Linked DNA regions of Zea mays: region 1 is linked to region 2. A link is a contact called in public Hi-C data. All regions are on one chromosome and are shown on one strand. Each heading gives the region's core, a stretch centred on a gene start, on an enhancer-like site or on the middle of the called end of the contact. The rest is flanking DNA. Distances are from core to core; before and after follow the strand shown. Region 1 has its middle 19 kb from the start of LOC100282701. Region 2 holds the start of LOC100217080.

Region 1 (5,922 bases), core at 1,486-3,985, 70 kb after region 2:
GTAATGCGAGGGTAGCGTAGGGGGATCTTACTAAACTTCTTGCGCTCATGGCGCTTAGAAGTTATGGAGGGCGCGTCGGAGCCGGATGTGGAAGGTGATGAAGTGTCGGTCTCGTAGTAGACCACCTTCCTCATCTTCTTTTTCTTGTCGCCACTCCGATGCGACTTGTCGGAGGAGGCCTTCTTCTCCTTCCCTTTCTTTTTGTTGCAGGACTCTTCCGATGAAGCCTTCCCGTGGCTTGTAGTGGGCTTTTCGCTGGTCTCCATCTCCTTCTTGGCGTGTTCTCCCGACATCACTTCGAGCGGTTAGGCTCTAATGAAGCACCGGGCTCTGATACCAATTGAAAGTCGCCTAGAGGGGGGGTGAATAGGGCGAAACTAAAATTTACAAAATTAATCACAACTACAAGTCGGGTTAGCATTAGAAATATAATCGAGTCCGCAAGAGAGGGTGCAAAACAAATCGCAAGCGAATAAGGAGTGTGACACGTGGATTTGTTTTACCGAGGTTCGGTTCACGCAAACCTACTCCCCGTTGAGGTGGTCATAAAGACTGGGTCTCTTTCAACCCTTTCCCTCTCTCAAACGGTCCCTCGGACCGAGTGAGCTTCTTCTTCTCAATCAAACGGGAACAAACTTCCCCGCAAGGACCACCACACAATTGGTGTCTCTTGCCTTGGTTACAATTGAGTTGATCGCAAGAAAGATCGAAAGAAAGCACGATTACAAAAGCCAAGCGACAAGAGCAACAAATAACACACGGATCACTTTCTCTCTTAAGTCACTAATCACTAATGATCTCTTTTCTCAATTGTGAAACTTGGAGAGATGGAGGCTTTGAATGTGTCTTGGAATGGATTGCTAGCTCTTGTATTGAATGTTGAAGGTTGGAATGCTTGGGTGAAGTGAATGGAGGTGGTTGGGGTTGTATTTATAGCCACCAACCACTTCCTAGCCGTTGCTCCATTCTGCCGACCACGGACGGTCCGCCCGCCTGGTCCAGACAGTCCGCGCCTGTAGATCAATGGCTGAAAACGCAACGGTCAGCAGTAACGGCTATATCAACGGCTATATTGCATTTAATGCGTCGTCAGATGTCAGATAAAGCCAGTCGCGGACGGTCCGGTCGTGCACCCCAGACGGTCCGCGAGGACGCTATAATTCATTTTTCCGAACCCGTCACCTTCGGGTTTTTTGGTTTCTCACCTACCGGACGGTCCGCGCCTGAGGCCGGACGGTCCGCGTGAGGTCTCGGACGGTCCTTGCTTTTCCTCCGGACGGTCCGTAGTGCAGACTTGGATTTTTGCATTGGTTCTGTCCGAGGGTCATCCTGGTGTTGCGGACGGTCCGCCGCAAGTGCCCGGACGGTCCGCACTTGGCCTATTTTTTCCAAAAAGCCTCTCCTGTCCGGAATAATCTACGGTATTCCGGACAGTCGATTTAGTATATTTAGTATAGTTGTAGATGAACCTTTGGCACCTGTAGAACATATAATCTAGAGCAAACTAGTTAGTCCAATTATTTGTGTTGGGCAATTCAACCACCAAAATTAATTAGGAACTAGGTGTAAGCCTAATTCCCTTTCAGTGAGGGCGCTAGGAAGGGGGCGATGTCAGGCAGTCTCTCCAATACGGAGCCCGAGCTCACAGGTTCACCAATCTCATCGACCGTCGAGTGAGATCAGGCCTGCCATACGTGTCGGCGTCTTGACGATGACAAGTGGGGTCAAGGTGTCGCGAGGGTTTGGGGTCAGATGGCGTCACACATTGGGAAGGAGGCAGTGGCAGGTGGCATCGGGACGAACTGGCCCGTACGACGTCAAATATAATAAGGCTAAATAGATAGATGCGGGGACTGGACCAAAGAGGATGACGAAAGTCAGGAGGACTACGTTGATATGACGAAAAGATTAGAACATGGTTGATTTAATCCACCTAAAAGTTTATTTTTCTATACTTAACATTAAATGAATGTTAGGTGTATGAGGTTTTACAAAAAAAATGGGGGAGGGGCATGGCCACCTTTGCCCCCTATGAATCCGCTCCTGAGATATATAGATTGATAACGTATAAGGTGTAAACCAAGTTCCCGTGCAAACAAACTAACAAAAGTCATAAACAATTCTAAAAAAATATAGATGTACTTCTTTGCCTACTCTATCACCTTTAAAATTTAAAGTTCAAATTCATCATATGTTAAGAGATACAAAAAGGAGAAAATTCTGAGATAATTTTCACTTTTTGTATCTCAGAATTCTCTTTTTTATCTTTTAGCATATGATTAATTTGAACTTGAAATTTTACAATGGTAGAGTAGACAGCGAAGAACATTTATAATATTTTAAGAATTTTTTGTGATTTTTATTAGTTAGTTTGCACAGAAATTTGGTTTGCATCTGATATGTTGCCATATAGATTAGACCCTTCATGATGTAGGATATCCATATAGATTAGACCCTTCATGATGTAGGATATCCGATTATTTACTTGGAAGAGGAAAATCAGAAGACATAATAGTTAAGACTTAAGAGAGGTAAAATGAAAAATAACAAGACGACATTGATAATTGGACTTGTTCTTTTATCTTGATGAGCTGTACAAAACGTTGAAATCATCATGGGCTAATGGTGGCGTGAGTTACTCTGTGGGCCTTTTCATACGGAACTCAACTACCCTACACGGGCCACGAGAAGGCTCGTCGTTTCGCTGGCCGTCATACATCTTCGGTCCATACATCTTCGGTCCATGGTCACCGCACTCGGGCTGTGGTTTTTTTAGCTGGAGGAGGATGGAGTAGTCCGAGGTGGTGGAGCGGGGATCTTGTCCGTCTCTTGAGAGCTTCAGGGGTTAAATGTAAAAAAATATAGAGACGGGCTCTTTCAGAAGAGTTCTGAGCCTGTCTCTATTAAATCCTCATATATAATGTCTTTTAACAGTATTTATAATATGACTGGTTTTAAAGAGATCTAATTATATAATGCAGTTTTTTAGGTGTTCCTTGTATATAGAAAACTGAACAAGAGACTTTAGGTTATACATGACTTAAGGTTTAGTTTGGAAACTCTATTTTTAAGCTATTTCTATTTTTCAAGAGAAAATGAACTATTTTTTCTTCGGAAAATAAAAATCTCTTGGTAAAATAGGGTTCCAAACTAGTCTAAAAGGATTAATAAATCTTGCGTATAAAAGGCTATTAACAAGTCTATTAACAAGTGTATACATCAAAGAGACTGATATGCTAGTGAGACTTATATTAGTGGTTGCGGGCGTCCAAGACGTCGCTGCCATTTATCTCGCTGCGAACACGATACTAGCACAACGATGTTATAGCGTTTCATCTCCGCATGTACCAAGTACGCGACTTATTTGTGAAATAATATGTTTTATAATGTTGTTCAAAGCATCATTGGTCTTACGTCATTATATGGGACAATAACGATTTTATAGATTGACCATAATGTTTCACGGATCAATGATATAGAGATATCAAATTAATAATATAGAGCAATGATTTCAAGTCGTCCGACTAATCACGATTAATCGTTATTAGTCGGGCTGGTCGGCAATTAGGACACGATTTGCTAGACGACTCGACTAGAAGGCCTAGTCGTCCTGGTCGTCCGACTAATCATCGACTAGGGCGACTAGTCGTCCAAGTTATGTGTCTTCCTCGTCCTGGCTAGGGTTTAGTTATTGGGTCTTTTTTAGCCCATCTACAGTCTAATTTAGAGTACCCTCTCCTCTCCTGTTCTAACCTAGCCGTCAATAGTCTCCAACCTGCATGTCTCCTCTCCTCTCCTCTCTTGGCACTGCCCCTACAGTCCTGAACTCCTGATTGCCGGCGGCTACACCGGCGGCTACAACACCATGCGTCCCCTGCCCCTTCTTCTGCAGTCCTGCTCGCCTGCTGCACTACTGCAGTCTCCAACCGGCGGTGGCTGCAAACCAGTGACGAGATGAGCACGTCATCTGAAGGTCCCTCCTGTTCCCCCACTTCTCCCCCTAACCCTAAATAAACCTAAACCCTAAACAATGAAACAATATGTTACTTTGTTTATCCTAGTTGTTTGTTCTAATTTATATAATATATACAAGTATATTTATATATATACCTATATAAGTATAACTACTAGTCTAGGACGACCAGGGACCGACTAGTCGCCCTAGTCGTCGTCTAATCGCGACTAGTCGCCTGCTCGGCCCTAGGGTTCGACCAGACAACTAGGCGACTTGAAATCATTGATATGGAGACATGGTAAAGTTTACGTTATTGGATTGACCTATCACTACCAGAATTTGGCTCTTTGCCGAGTGACAAATATTTTGTCGAGTGTTTTTTTCGGACACTCGGCAAAAAAACTCTTTGTCGAGCGCCACGCAAAAACCCTCGGTAAAAGAAAACACTCGACAAAATAACTTCTTTGCCGAGTGTTTTATTTTTGTCATTCGGCAAAGAGCTTCTTTGCCGAGTGCTTTTTTCAACACTAGGCGAAGACAATTTAAAAATCACATTTTAAAGCAGTAAATTAATTCAAATGAAAAAGTTTTCAACTACAAATTTGTATAACTCATCGTGATGTACAATTTATATTTTGAACATTTCTTTATATGATAAAATAAAAATAAATTTGTTCATAAAACCTATATCTCTCTCATAGTTTATGAAACTACGAGAGAGATGTATAAGATTTGTGCATATTATTAGAACCATCATGTGAGATGAACAAATGACCAAACAACCAAAATAAAATGTGTAGATCTCGAGAAGTTGTAGAATTTTGTAGTTGGTAACTTTTTGATTTAAGTCATATTGTTAATGAAAACTACGTCTGAATTTAAAAAAACTAAAAATTTGAATTTTGAAAATGTCCTCGAAAGAAAAAACCACCAACATGAAAGTTGTAGGTACTGAAGAGTTATAAAACTTTGTAGTTGACAATGTTTTGGTTTGAAATCATCTTATCATGCAAAACTATGTTTGAATTTTAAAATTTTGAATTTTTCAAACTACCTCGGATGAAAAAACCACCAAAATAAAAGTTGTAGATCTTGAAATGTAATGAAACTTTGTAATTGACATTTTTTTGATTTGAAATCATCTTATCATTGAAAATTTTGTGTGAAGTTTTCAAATTTGAAATTCAAATTTTTTAAACGATCTCGGATGTAGAAACTATCAAAATAGAACTTGTAGATCTCGAAAAGTTATGCAACTTTATAGTTGTCATATTTTCAAATGAATTCATTTAGTGCCTTAAATAATCAAATTACTCTCGGTTGGGTATAGTATATGAGGAATGAAAAACGTAATATAGATATAATTGATGTAGTAGTGTAGTGGTAGAGGAATATATGCACGAGAGAGAGGTTGTGAGTTCGAATCTCACCATTTACAAAACATGTAAATTCGATTCAAAATAATAGTAAAAATGATTAGAGCGATGGGTATGGTAATAATAGGTAGTGGTTGGAGAGTTATTCCTATAATTTAAAAAATGTTTTGTTGTTTTTGGGTTTTTTTTATGATTCTTAATTTGTCGAGTGCTTTTCGACACTCGCAATCCGAAAAAAAATACTCGACAAAGGCTTTACCGAGTGTAAAATGGCATTTGCCGAGTGTCTTAGACACTTGGCAAAGAACGCGATTCCGGTAGTGTATAATAAGACGTTGCGAAGATTGTTATGTTAAATATGTGTCATCAAACTTTCTTAAGTGGTATACCTGCTAGATCCATAGACCTAAGACCATCATTATTTCTCAGTATGTGTAGTGATGCATTTTGGGTTGTCAAATGTTATTCTATAACTGGTAGTTATAAAAGAAGTTTTTAGATTTACTATGAAACATAGGATGGGATGCGAGCGAATCAAGATAGAATGTGTCCCTCCTACATAACATGAGAGATATCTCTGAATACCTCGAT
Region 2 (6,304 bases), core at 2,395-4,894:
GCAGGTCGCGGGGCAGAGAGCGGCGCCGGGCGCGGCTGCTGCTCCTGGCGGCGCGTCGGGCCGCGAGCTTGGGGACGGGCGGCTCGGCGGTGGCGAAGGAGAGGTGCCGTCGGTTGGAGCCGGCGGCTGGGAGAGAGCAGGGTGGGAAAGACCTAATCTGATACCATATTGGAGTGTAAAACCCTAACCCTAACAGGGGTTGGGTGATGTATTAATAAGCCGAGTAAACTGGGCCAGGCCCATTACAGAGGGGTGAGATGTTCATTACACGGGGAAGACCCCAAACCCTAAACGGGTATTCTAACAGTAATCTTAGCCAAAACCATTAAGACCATCAAAATGCTCCAAAAAGGTTTAGAAGAAAACCCAAAAGAGTTAGGGCTGAGCGGTAGTGTCGCACGTGGAGCAGCAATAACGCACAACAAAATTTGCTCTAATTGCCTCCCAATGTTGCGAACAAAGTGAAGAGAGGAAGGGGAAGCCACTCAAAAAGTTTGAGCATAAAAAGGATAAAAACTTCAAAGTCAAATCAGAAAACTCAAACTCAACTTGAGTTTTATCAAAAAGTGCAAATCTGTTAGAAAACTTATCCATAAATTGGATCAACTCATACAAGATGTTGCAATGAATCCAAGACATTTTCTAAACAACAGATAAACCCCAAGACACTTTCCAAACTTGCAAAGCCAAAAATCAACTCAAAAAAATGAAAGGGTAAAGAGGAGAAGACCCATCATAATTTGGCACAAATTGAAAACCAGAGGGCTAAGTGAGGTTATGGCCACACTTTCTCAATATTGCATGAACTTAGATATCAAGGTTCAAAGCATCTAAGGATTTCCTAACTAAATGAGAAGGAAAATGAAGATTACAAGCTAGGAAGATGTTAGAGAGATAGTTCAACGGTTCAACTCTCTCCTCCTATTTATATAGGGTTATTCATATTTCATAAACTATTCATAGATACATAAAGTCTATCCACTCATACAGGATCAAAATGGACCAAATCTTGGATTTCTTTATCTGACGACCACACACTCTTCACGAAGTTGGTTCACCTCAACGCAACCTTTCGCGCTGACACCACATGCGCCTTCGATTTCCTTTAGAACCGTGTTGTCGGGTTTTGAGGCTCAAATTCGGTGAAACCCGTGAATTGTTGTGTTGTCTGGTTTTGAGGCTCAACGACCAAAATCCTCATGGGTACCGTACGCACCCCACATCCTTGACATGTGCCCCACCGCCCCCAACCACGTTGACGATATATGATCCACTTCTCCATGTCCTTGCGTCTGTCATTGTTCCTAGGTGTCAGTCGCCATGGCTACTCATCTGGCTTCTCTAGGTCCTCGATCAAGACCCAATGTTCGTCCTTCATCGCTTTTGATCCCTCGACATGAACCCATATGAACTTCGTCATTGACCATTGTCTCCAGACTCCACACCTGCACATCATAAACCAAAAGACATGTTACACAATCACGTCCATGCCCTAGTTAGTCCACACAACTCAACCCAAGACGTTACACTTGTTGACAATCACTCATCACAATCTAAACCATAAGAGCACATATCAACCATGTGTTCACAAATGTATAGAATTTGGAACGAAGAAAGGATAAGGGTGAGCAAAAGAGGACGGATTGAGGAAAGCCCACGGGGGAGCCTGCAAATCCAGCCAATTCAAAAGAGGGATACACTTTTAGTCCCTAAATTGCCAATCAATATAATTAAAGGCGCCTCCCAAATAGAAATTGTAGGGACTAAAGTTTAGTTTCTAAAGTTTAGAAGGATGACTAAATAAACCAAACACCCCCTTATTTGGACCATTGGAGAATGAAGACAACAGTTCACAAGTGTCTGAAAGAGAGGAACCAAGTTCAGAAAGGAAAACTAATTCCACAGATCAAAAGGTTATTTCAAGCAGCATGAATGCAGGATCTTATCCTCAGCTTACAAAAAAGATGATCCCATGTGATTATTCAGATACAAACAAGATCATTTTTATGCAAAATCTCATCTTTGATTAACAGAAAGTCCACATTGCATATCAGAGAAAGATCTCACCGAACTATCTCTATATATACTCCCTTTGTCCCAAAATAAAATTTGTTTTACATTTTTAGTTATTCATACAATAACTAATGTATTTATTTTATATATGTCTCTATATTCATCATCATCTATTTGAACATAGACATAAAAGTTAAAAAGTTAAAACAACTAATATTTTAGGACGGATAGAGTACTTCTTTTCACAAATCCATTGCACAAGAGCAAGCTGGAAGTAGTGAACACGACACATTTCACATAATAAAGTCAGTTCATCCGAATGTTAGGATGGATATGTTGTGCGTGTCTTCTGTGTCACCAGTTTATGATTTTCATTCCCCTACATTTCTCCAACTAGTTTAATAGAAGCTGCACCGATGCTGAAATGATCCACCATAGCCCCCTCATCTCAAGTGCTTGTCAACCCAATCAAACATCTCATCAGCGTGTAAGCTCGTCATCTCGTGGTATCCATAAGCAAGATTTAGCTCTTCCTGGATGTGATCAGCCAACGCAGACACCTCTTCCCAGAGGCCCCTCTTGACCAATGCATCCTTCCATGGCGTTTCCCGGCCATCCTCTTTCATGTATCCTTTGTCATCAACGAAAGCTTCTTCCCTGAACACTGTCCAGATCCTTTCTGATAGCCCGCGGTCCAGCCCAGGTATCCTCTCGGAAAGCAGAGTAGGCGTCAAAGGGAGCTCGAGGCTCTGGAGCTCCTTCACCTCAACGCCATTCTTCATCAGCATCTTGGAATTCTTATCCACCAGCACTGCCCTCCGCTTATCTTTCGGCATGTGGATGAACATCGCGGGAGGGTAAACCGCCGGAAGCGCGCCAGCTGAGCTGCCGAACGCGCCCTCGGCGATCATAATCACGACGGCGGCGAGGCTCATCTTGGCCGCCAGCCTGGACACGAAGTACCCGCCGGACGAAGCGCCGAGGGCGACTACCGGCAGGCCTTCGAGCCCGTTCTTGGCGGCCCAGGACCGGATCACCCGCTTGGCGACGTCGACCTCCTTCCCCGGCGACCAGCACTCCCCGGCGCTCGCGACGGCCAGCACCGCGAACCGCCTCCGCAGCGCGCGGTCCGTGATGGCGACGTCCTCTGGCAGGCCGACGCACCCCGGGCAGCGCGGGGACGGCGGCCAGAAGTTCTCCGGGCGGCAGCGGCAGCCGTGGGCGACGAAGAGGACCGCCCTGGCCGGCCCCGCGGCGGGTAGCTCCCAGATGGCGCGCGCTCTCTCCATGGTCTCCACCGTCGGGGAGGAGAGCGGAGGAGCCTCCCCGCGGGCCCCGTACGAGCGGGCGGCGGTCAGGGAGTAGAGGAACACAGCGGCGGCGGCGGCGGCCGTAAGTAAGAGAAGCAGCGGCGACGCGAAGGGGCTGGTCAGACTCAGAGTTAACCGTCCCGGAGCGTGGGATGGTGTCGATGACTTGCTCGGCCGATGCGAGGAGGACTTGCTCATCTGCTTTGCCGGCTGCTTGTTTCTCTGCAGCGGGGAGGGGGGATCGGGTACCATGAGACCTCCAAGCCTCGACGGCTCGACGCACGGGGAGCAGAGGAGACAGATCGCCAGAGGGAGGGGAACGAGTCGCCTCTTCGGGCTCGGGGTGTCGTCAGAGGAAAACGGACAAGTGATGATGAACTGAAAGGCCGGAGTATGGGCCGATCTAGCCTTGGCAAACCAGGCCTGGCAAGCAAGTCATACCGGCATGGGTTTGGACAAACTAGGGCCCAGATAGACGACCTCAAATGTTACTTAGACCCTGTTTGTTTTCGATTGTGATCGGTACAGATGACAGTTGGCTGGAGCTGTTTAGGCTGTTGCTGCAGGTTTATTGTTTTTCCCACTTGGATACTGTAGCTGACTAGCTGTCCAGAAAGACCTTTTGAGGCAGCAGAAGCTTTTTCAATCAGCAACACTGACCGTCCAATTGTTCAAAATAATAGTAATTCCACTGACCCATGCCATCCGGGCATTTTCGCTGCTGACAAGACACAATGGATGGGATGAGATGAGATGCAAGCACAAAGCCTGCTCCGCCAGCAGCCCACGGATTAGCTGCAAATCAGCACACTGTCTCGCCCACTAAACAGCTGCTGCCCAGGAGGGTTCAGCCTATTGTACCCATTACTGTCCACATCCTGCCTTGTCGCTTTTTATTGTATGGCCAGGAGTGTCGTCTCATCTCTGAAAGAGATGGGCGCGGAGTCTCTACACGCGTGCACCCCACTAGTGGTGTAAACGGAGCTTGTATAAGCGGTTTTACTCCATGCCTATTATATTACCAGCCGGTCTGACGAGTCACTTTTTGTTAGTTTCTTCGCGAGCCATAGGGCCTGTTTGGTTCAGCTTTTTTCTGACCAGCTTTTCTGAGAATCGGGCTATGGGGAAAATCTGGCTGTGTAGATAATCTAGGTATCATTAGGATTACGTACGGAGGAAGATAAAGTTGTCCATATGGCTTACGATCTAGAAAGCGACGGATTTCTACTATTGCAACGACTCAACCGATAATGTATTTATGTTGATTTTGAATGGTTTTTATCCAAACGAATTTTATAGAAGCTGGCTGAAAAGCTGAGCGTTTGGCAGCCCGCAGCAGCTTCTGTTGACCAGAAGCTGCAAAAAGCTGAAACAAACAGGGGCATAAACTACCTGCCGTTTTGACGCTGCATGCATCTAATATATATTTTTGGACCAATTTTCTCTATGTCATTTGGAAAATATACTCGTTCATTGTGTGTCATTGACCCTACATATCATACACATATAAAATATATCTATATGCTAATTAGTGGCATACAAGGAATGAATATAAAATTTGATGGCATACCAAATTTTTTTCCTATATTTTTTACACGAAGAAGCGGTATAAGAAAAGACACAGTGGGATGGCCGGATCACCATCTTCCTGTCGTGATCCTTCTCGGGCTGGATCTACCGTTGTCTCTTTGGTTCCTCTGGCAGGCACGACCACCCTGACCGGTATAGACGTGTGCGTTGTTGTCGGCCTCCTTGATGGGGCTCCTCGATGATAGGATACGAAAAGAAACAAGAAGGCCCACAGAGTTGTTGTTGTCCCTTTTACGTCGTCTCGCTGGTCGTTGATGCTCGAACGTCAACCCTCTGAAAATGAAGCTATTGTTGTGTGTCTCCAAGCCACAGCACCGTACCACCTCGACTTCGATTACCTCGGCATCCAGAGGCTATTATCTATAGAGAGTGCACACCGGTCTCTAGTCTCTACTCCAGCCGCAACACTCGCACCTTCATGACGCTGCAGCTAGGGGGGATTTCAATTGGTATGACTTTGTATTATGCATTATTTACCATGTGCATGTTTCTTAGTAATTTATTCTCATTTGATAACAATTTATTCCCATTTGAGACAATGTTCTACTTCTATATATATACACACACCATGCATTATTATTATATAATTTAATTTGTTGTGTGTTAAATATTCTTTGTACTCCGTCACTTTCTATGATATTTTCAATCGATTGATGAGCGTGGAGTGTTTTAGCTTTGGAGGTCGTTTAAATGTACTACAGCTAATAGTTAGCTGGTTATTTGAATTCTAAAATTACGGACAAAAATCATGTACTTGTAGGGTATTTGGTTTGAGGAATAAGCTAGTAAATCATCTTCTTACTCCTCACTTTTTTTGTTTGGTTTATGGAATGAAATGAGTTGATCTATCATCATCTCATTTCTCATACTTAATTAGTTAGTTAGTACTAACATGAGAAATGTGATCATCACACCAAATTTGAGAAATAGACTTATGATGCACCAGTGATTTATCAAACCAAACACCTCTTAAATCTTACTATTATGACTAGTTTGGAGCACCATTTTCCCAAGTGATTCTTATTTTCAAAAAAAATGAACTAATTTCCCTTCAAAAAAATAAGGTTTTCAAACTAGCGCTAAGTGTTTAACTATTTATAGATATAAAAAATAGATCGATCTATACTATATATTGAACTAATAAAACTATTTACTTTAAAAAGCTTAAAAATGGACTTAGTGCCACGGGGCCGGCTCAGTCCATTTCCTCGACGAAATCAGAAGCCGGTCTCCTAATTTAAAACGTTTTTAAAAAAACGTATTTTGTTACTACTAGATGACTTGATGAACCTAAATATAGACTATCTGGCTGTCATTATTTCTGATTTAGGCCTTGTTCGTTTGTGCTGAATTGGTGGGTCGGAACGATTACTAACCGGATTGCTTCTGTA

What was found. Hi-C and Micro-C count contacts between places; a contact is called where the count stands out from the background.
Region 1: a contact with region 2 is called in a Hi-C map of leaf, with 5 times the contacts expected there. The contact joins the enhancer-like site here to the promoter of LOC100217080 in region 2. A contact is called at or near these places in 2 of 25 Hi-C or Micro-C datasets (ear and leaf).

Annotation. Positions count from the first base shown.
Region 1 is chr3:202,662,861-202,668,782 of Zm-B73-REFERENCE-NAM-5.0, forward strand. No RefSeq gene overlaps it. Among protein-coding and RNA genes, the nearest start is that of LOC100282701, 19 kb to the right of the region's middle. Within about 2 kb of position 2,736, at least 16 of the 20 cell types and tissues checked have an H3K27ac peak or open chromatin away from gene starts, as enhancers often do. A contact at or near this core is called in ear and leaf, where this site is marked.
Region 2 is chr3:202,592,078-202,598,381 of Zm-B73-REFERENCE-NAM-5.0, forward strand. It overlaps LOC100217080, which reads right to left and starts at 3,645. Exons shown (of 1, transcript NM_001143450.1): 1 at 2,252-3,645. The coding sequence starts at 3,575. The coding sequence ends at 2,457. LOC103651203 (Nuclear protein) reads right to left here. Exons shown (of 1, transcript XM_008676824.4): 1 at 6,282-6,304.